Linked DNA regions of Danio rerio: region 2 is linked to region 1. Evidence: chromatin contacts called from public Micro-C data. All regions are on one chromosome and are shown on one strand. Each heading gives the region's core, a stretch centred on a gene start, on an enhancer-like site or on the middle of the called end of the contact. The rest is flanking DNA. Distances are from core to core; before and after follow the strand shown.

Region 1 (3,438 bases), core at 388-2,887:
AAGTTGAACCTTGGCTAAATTTAAAACCAAGATGTTTAGCAACATGCAACCAGTTACAAAATTCCTCAAGGCTTACCTGGCTAAATATTCATTTGTTGAAATTTACAAGTCCTCTGTTTTATCTCCATGTTTAGATTTGACCTTTTAGAATTAAATAGGCCCATTAAGAATCATTTGGCCAACTTTTGGAAACAAATCAGATCACTGCACTTGACTCACGGTGCTTTAAATGAACAGCTTCACTTGTTCTAAGTCTGTTCTAAGCCACAAAATAAGATATTTTGAAGAAAACTATTGTTGTCCTCCATAGTAGAAAAAACAAATAACATAGAGTACAACATCAATGGTTACAATTGCTTGCTTCAAAATATCTTCAACAGAATAAAGAAACTAAAGATTTGGACCACGTGAGTGTGAGGAAATTGTAGGCCTACATTTTCATTTGCTGGTGAACTATCACTTTAAGATTGGTGTAAAGTTGGTTTTATATACACACATTCAGACTTTCTCCTAAATAATATAATTTTAGAGAGGAATTATTTGCAAATTCTAATTATGAAATCATATTAGCAGCCAATGTCTATCAAGGTATAGCTAATGTTGTTTTGAAGTCAAATTTACATGTGATTTTAGACCAAATATTCAAAGTGAAAATATAAGGACCATGTCACAAGTTGTCACAGAAGAATGTGCAAACTTCAGTTAAGTTAGACACACACTAAAGTTTAAAGCCTGGCTAAATTTAAAACCGAGAGGTTTAGCAACATGCAACCAGTTACAAAATTCCTCAAGGCTTACCTGGCTAAATATTCATACTCTCCCTGTTTGAAATACGTTGTTTAACGTAAAGAGACGTTTTGTGTTTGAGATGAGCAGCTTTACATGGAGACTCTTATTTTTGAAATAGGTCATTGCTGTCCAATCAAATGTAGCTATTGTGTATGAAATGGTCCCAACCCAGAAACACATTGCTACAAATTAGAAATTTTACAAGATCACCCACTGTAAATATTTTAAATTAGAAAAAATATTCATAATTCTGTCTAAAGATATTTTAAGCGATGCTTATAACTTTCAACAAGGCTATTTTTATTAATATCATTATTTTCCTCAAATCTATTTCATCTAGCTTTAAAGTGTTTTAAAACTGTTATTTCAGCACACGATGTACAGTTACATTAGGATGTCGTTACCATAAGTCTCCGAATAAACTGGCACAGTAAACTAATTAAGCACAGTTTAAACTGCATGCAAGACACACTGTTACAGTGACTTTGCGCTGCTGATATTCATATTCGATATCCGGTAGCGAAAGCGTTTGTAAACAACCGAAATAAACGGAAAGATAGACTACACGATATTTATAAACACTGCACAAAAGCGAACACACATACTGTAACGTTACATATATTGGGCCAGATCGAGAGGATCAGAAACCGAGTCCTACAGACTGAGCTGCGTGTCGTGCTCGATTCATTCATACAGTTACAGTCACCATCACTACCCGCTCCTGCACTTATTAATGTAGCCTTCGGCTTACCTTCGAGACGTCATGGCCGTCCTGAGAGCTGTCAGATGTGTGTGTGCGTGCGTGTGTGTGCGTGCGTGTTTGTGTGTGTGTGAGCACCGCTAGGACTGGAGGGGAAAGTGTAATAAAACGGTCCTCCTTCGCCGAGTCACTGCAGCGGAGCGGAGCGCGATCGAGGGGCGTCACACACAGACTCACAGCGCCGGACTCGCGCTCTCTCCCTCCGCCTCCCGCTCTCCGATTCACACTGCTGACAGCACACTGGAAAAACTTCATCCAGACATCTCCAAAAAGTCAGGTATTATAAAGCTCGTGCTCGTTCTTGGGACATTGTGACAGGATTAGTTGGAGAATGAAGCCAGCAGGCAGCCACCAGTTGACACCGTGATTCCTTTTACTGGCTCTACTCCTCAGAATGGGATGATGGGATTTGCAATCCAGTTTGTTTATAATTACAAATGAGCTGCAGGCCTAAAGTCATATCATACACCTAAATACTATGTGTATTTAAATCATATAGGCTATAAGAGATTATTCTGCAAACAAACAAACAAACAAACAAACAAACAAAAAACAATACTGCTAAATGGACACATTTTAATTAGATTAAAGAAGCTATAATGTTTCTCCAGTGGTTCTTTGGAGTAGTAAAACTTCTGTGTATGACTAAAAGTGTTTGTTTTCTGGCTTGTAATCATAAAGGAACCACCTAATGTTATTTATTGTTTTACAATACATTAACCACCCCAAAAAACCAATAGAAAACCATTACAGTTCTTTATAGTTTATCACCTAAATTGGGTCTCCTACTGTATGATTACAAGGCAAAGAACCACTGTAGAGCCTTTTTTTAAAGCATTATACTTGTAATAATATAGAGTTTGTATTAATTATATAGAATGATAATCCAGGAAAGAAATGCATAATATTGATGAATCTTTTAAATATATATTTTGTACTTTATTTATTTATTTATATTATTGCCTTATATATGCATTTTTAGTATTAATAAAACCCTATCAAGGACCAATATCTGCCAAGAAGACAAATAATGAAAACATAAAATATTCCAAACTGTTTTTATTTGATATTATATAATTGTTTAGGATCGATTGTCACTTTACTGTCTGACTTTTTAAAACTACGAGAACATTTTCACCAATTTCTTTGGTTAAATTGTGTTCCTGACAGCCCTCTAAGCAAATTTAGATTTAAAAAAAAAAAGTTTAATGCTAATCTTTGGACAAACAGTTGCAATGCCAGTTAAACGGTTAAATTTCCAAAGTGCACCTCAGAGAGGGTTGTGATGAAGTGATGTACATTCTATATATTCACTTCTGTCACTCCAGTCATCATCACACTCTTATTTTAGCAGTTCTTTCCATGTACAGTAGTTATCACCTCTATTTCATTTCCAGAGATGTTTATTAATAATCTATTAATAAAGCTGCAATGCTCTTATTTTAAGTAGGGGAGAAAAGCCCAGTGTGTTTTTTCAGCAGTTTCCATTTGGGTCTCACCCAGTTTTGCGTCGGGGTGATTTGAAGGTGGCATCAGTGTCAGGCTAGCATGACGTCACCCGCCTGCGGGAGATTAATCTGCTGGCCGACACGGTTATGCAATTTGCTGAAACGCAAGGCTTTATCTATGGATTTCTCCTTCTGAACAGAGTCTGAGCAGGTGTTTTCTGTGCGCTGTATAAGAGCCAATGCAAACAATGTGTATGTGTAACTTTATACTTTAGGACACAGTGTGTCTGTTTTTCTATAATTCACCCAAATAAAGGCCTATTGGGAAACATCACTGCACTAAAATATTCATGGATATATGATATATATATAAATATATATATATATAGTCAAGATTATGATAAAATAATATATTAAAATACATCTATTATAATTTCCCAG
Region 2 (3,438 bases), core at 495-2,994, 180 kb before region 1:
TTATCCTACTAAAACAAAGCGGCATTTATTTCATCAAAAAATACAGTACAGATTGTAAAATTGTGAAATGCTTTTGCACTATAAAATAACTGTTCAAAAGTAGTTTATAATTTAATTAAATAATTTATTCCAGTAATTTCAAAGGTAATTCTCTATAATTAAAATAATAAATATTAAGTCTAACATAAATTATTGTTGTTGTTGTTGTTGTTATTATTATTAATATTATTATTAGTAGTAATAGTAAAAGCAATAATGACTGGAGTAATCATTTTATTTGAAACTATATACAATAAGTAATAAATAAATATTTAATAAATAAGTATTAAACAAATTTTTTATTACATTTTACATTTAATAAAATGTTGATGAACAAAATAATTTTCTTAAAAAAAAACATGAAAAAAATGAAAGAAACTGACCCCAAACTTAACTTAACATATAGATATAGTTAATGACACTCAATATAGTGGAACATATGTTCCCCCCTAATATTACATTCCATAGGTAAACACTGATTGAAATTATTAAACAATTAATTTTGTTTAAATTTAATTATTATTTTTTTTTAATATTATATGAATTTATAAAAGTATCAAGTTCTATGCACTGAAGTGAAGTTCATCATTAACTTTGGTTTATTTTATTATGTCATGCTTTGAACTGTGAAACTTGACAACTGATAACATCAGTATGCATCCAAAACAGGTACATGTCATGCAGTGGCATTTAGTAATTCAATAAATAGTCTATATTACATTGCATGAAAGAACTGCATAAAAATAAGATAACAAAGAGCTAAATGTCACCACAAAACCACCTATAAGGGTCAATGTTTGTTTTTTTTTTTTTTTTTTTGGAAATTGAGATTTATTCATCACCTGAAAGTGAATAAATGAGCTTTCCATTGATTTGTGGTTGATATATGGTAAATGATTGGGATATTTCATATTTTATATGATATATGCAATACTACAAATACAGCATTTTAATTTCCCAGAGTTGGGTTGCAGAAATAGTAATGCAACAGCAATCCAAAAAATACACAACTTGACACCTGAGGGTTAAAAAAAATTAAATACTGAGAAAATTGCATTTAAGGTTATTAAATTCTTTGACAAGTATCTCACTAATCAAAAATTACATTTTAAAATGTTTAACAGAAGGAAATTTGCAACATGTCCTAATGATCTTTAATTGATATTCTGATTTTTGCAATACAATAAAAAGTTCAATTTTTAATTTTTTTTGAGCTATTCCCACAAATACACCCATGCATAAGATATTGACATTTTTACATACACCCTTACCTCCCTGAAGTAGAAACAAAAATCCCCAACTCTCTTAACATTTTTCAATTTACATTCTCCAGCACACTTTTAACAGCAGATGGCAGTCTTACTCTACTCAACCTGGTCGATTCATTTTACAGTAATTATGTATAATTATATCACCTAAACCACTACAAATACACACAGGGTGCAGTGATGACATTTTAAACAAGATTACATACTGACATTAAGTGTGCAAAGTACACATCTCAGCGCACATAAACTATCTCTAATGCAAGATTTTAATACGCCTTTATCACTTTACGTGATGATCATTATTCACATGGCGTGTAATATCTTCCGATTTAAATGTTGTTAGTTGTTATGTGTGAATCTGTAATGATCTGGTAACCTGGAAACCAAGATGTGTCTGGTCGAGGGAACGCATGTTTACGCTGGCAGAACACAAGGCTGCCAGGCAACTGCTAGGCGCGGATTGAATTTAGGATGCTCCGTAGGGGAACGACCAGCCTCTGAACATCACGTTTAAAGAGAAGAATCGTGCCAGCATTAGAAAACTGTACCGTAATTGTCTCGAAGATACTAAGGAGATTACAGAAGAGATAAATACAGACTTTATGTTTATAATGCGTCTTACCACATTCAGTGGATAATTCGAAAACTAATCTCCTGGGTCAGATGAAATTAATCCTGTCAGGCTTCACACACACGCACACACACAGAGAACATACAAACATTGTTTTTTTTTTTTTTGTCTCACCTTGAAATCCTCGTCAATCAAGAAGTCGCAGCCAATTAGGTCAAAGTAACCAAGTTTGCAGTCCAGCTTGGCTTTGACAGCTTGAAAGCAGTGCATGATAATATGTTGCATCCTTTTCTGCAGAAATACAAAACGTTTGGTTAAAACTACTGAAAACAGATAACAGAGTTCATATTCACCTGTATAAAACGAGTTTCAAGATGAAATACTGTTCAAATTTAATATGTTTTTATTTGATGATTCAGTTTCATCTTTCTCAGTATATTTGATGAGCTCCCCTTTTAATATTTCATATGGTCCCAAAAACCGCTGTTGCCATGACAACAGTACATCTGCATGCTTTCAAGTAATTTGAATAAATCTACATGAGGCCATTACTTTAAAAAATACAGACACTTATGTGAAATTCATTGTCAGATTAACACTTTCAGTTCATTTTATTCGATGGGAGTTTATGCGAGTTATAAGAGAGGCTTTTATTTTATGAATGTTTTGTGTCAATGGTTCTGCTTTTATAAAACAGTAACCACACAATATGAACACTTAAGGCAAATATATACTGTGTGTATTATTATATTTTTGGCATACAGTGCTCAACATAATTGAGTACACCATATGAAAATGAATATTTTTATCCATTTCTAAGTAAAAATAGGCAAGGTATTTTGGTGCATTTAAACAAAAAAGATTTATTGAACAGATATATTTAATAAAATAACATTTTAGTCATTAAGAAATTAAAAGATAATATAATTAAATCCAAGAAAATTTTAGCAAAAAACCTGCACAATTTCAAATAATTTTTGCCTTTTTGTTTTGTATCTGTTGATCTTTCCTCTTTTTAAAATTTGCATTTATTATTTTTCAAAAACATAAATTTGGTTGAACTTGGCTTCAGTACTGACTATGCACAAATATAATATTGTATAGCTTCGTATTAAAAATATGAATTTAAAATATAGATTTGTCAGGGGTGTACTTATACATGAGCACTGTAGTTGTCAGCTTATGGATCAGGGTCAGGAAAATATTATATCTGATAAATAATTAACATATCTTCATTTATAATTTAGAAAAAAACAATAAAGGATATTAATTAGGGTCATAAGTAATCAGTGTATATGAAATTTTTCAATTACCATAATAATTAAATTATATTACATTTTATACAATTGAGGATCGGTGACGCAGTGGCGCAGAAGGTAGTGCTGTCGCCTCACAGCAAGAAGGTCACTGGTTCGAGCCTCGGCTGGGTCAGTTGGCGTTTCTGTGTGAAACCTCCGGGTGCTCCGGTTTCCCCCACAGTCCAAAGACATGCGGTATAGGTGAATTTGGTAGGCTAAATTATCCGTACTGTATGAGTGTGTGTGTGGATGTTTCCCAGAG

What was found. Hi-C and Micro-C count contacts between places; a contact is called where the count stands out from the background.
Region 2: a Micro-C map of caudal fin shows a contact between it and region 1, with 10 times the contacts expected there. The contact joins the enhancer-like site here to the promoter of ptpn11b in region 1. A contact is called at or near these places in 2 of 18 Hi-C or Micro-C datasets (caudal fin and embryo) and 1 of 4 datasets of contacts at active chromatin or transcription factors (caudal fin).

The regions. Positions count from the first base shown.
Region 1 is chr23:26,856,878-26,860,315 of GRCz12tu, reverse strand. ptpn11b (protein tyrosine phosphatase non-receptor type 11b) reads right to left here and starts at 1,637. Exons shown (of 16, transcript NM_200454.1): 1 at 1,541-1,637. The coding sequence starts at 1,554.
Region 2 is chr23:27,035,712-27,039,149 of GRCz12tu, reverse strand. It overlaps ttll10 (tubulin tyrosine ligase-like family, member 10), which reads right to left. Exons shown (of 11, transcript XR_012398501.1): 9 at 2,053-2,169. Among named protein-coding and RNA genes, the nearest start is that of mir7149, 23 kb to the right of the region's middle. Within about 2 kb of position 1,744, at least 5 of the 62 cell types and tissues checked have an H3K27ac peak or open chromatin away from gene starts, as enhancers often do.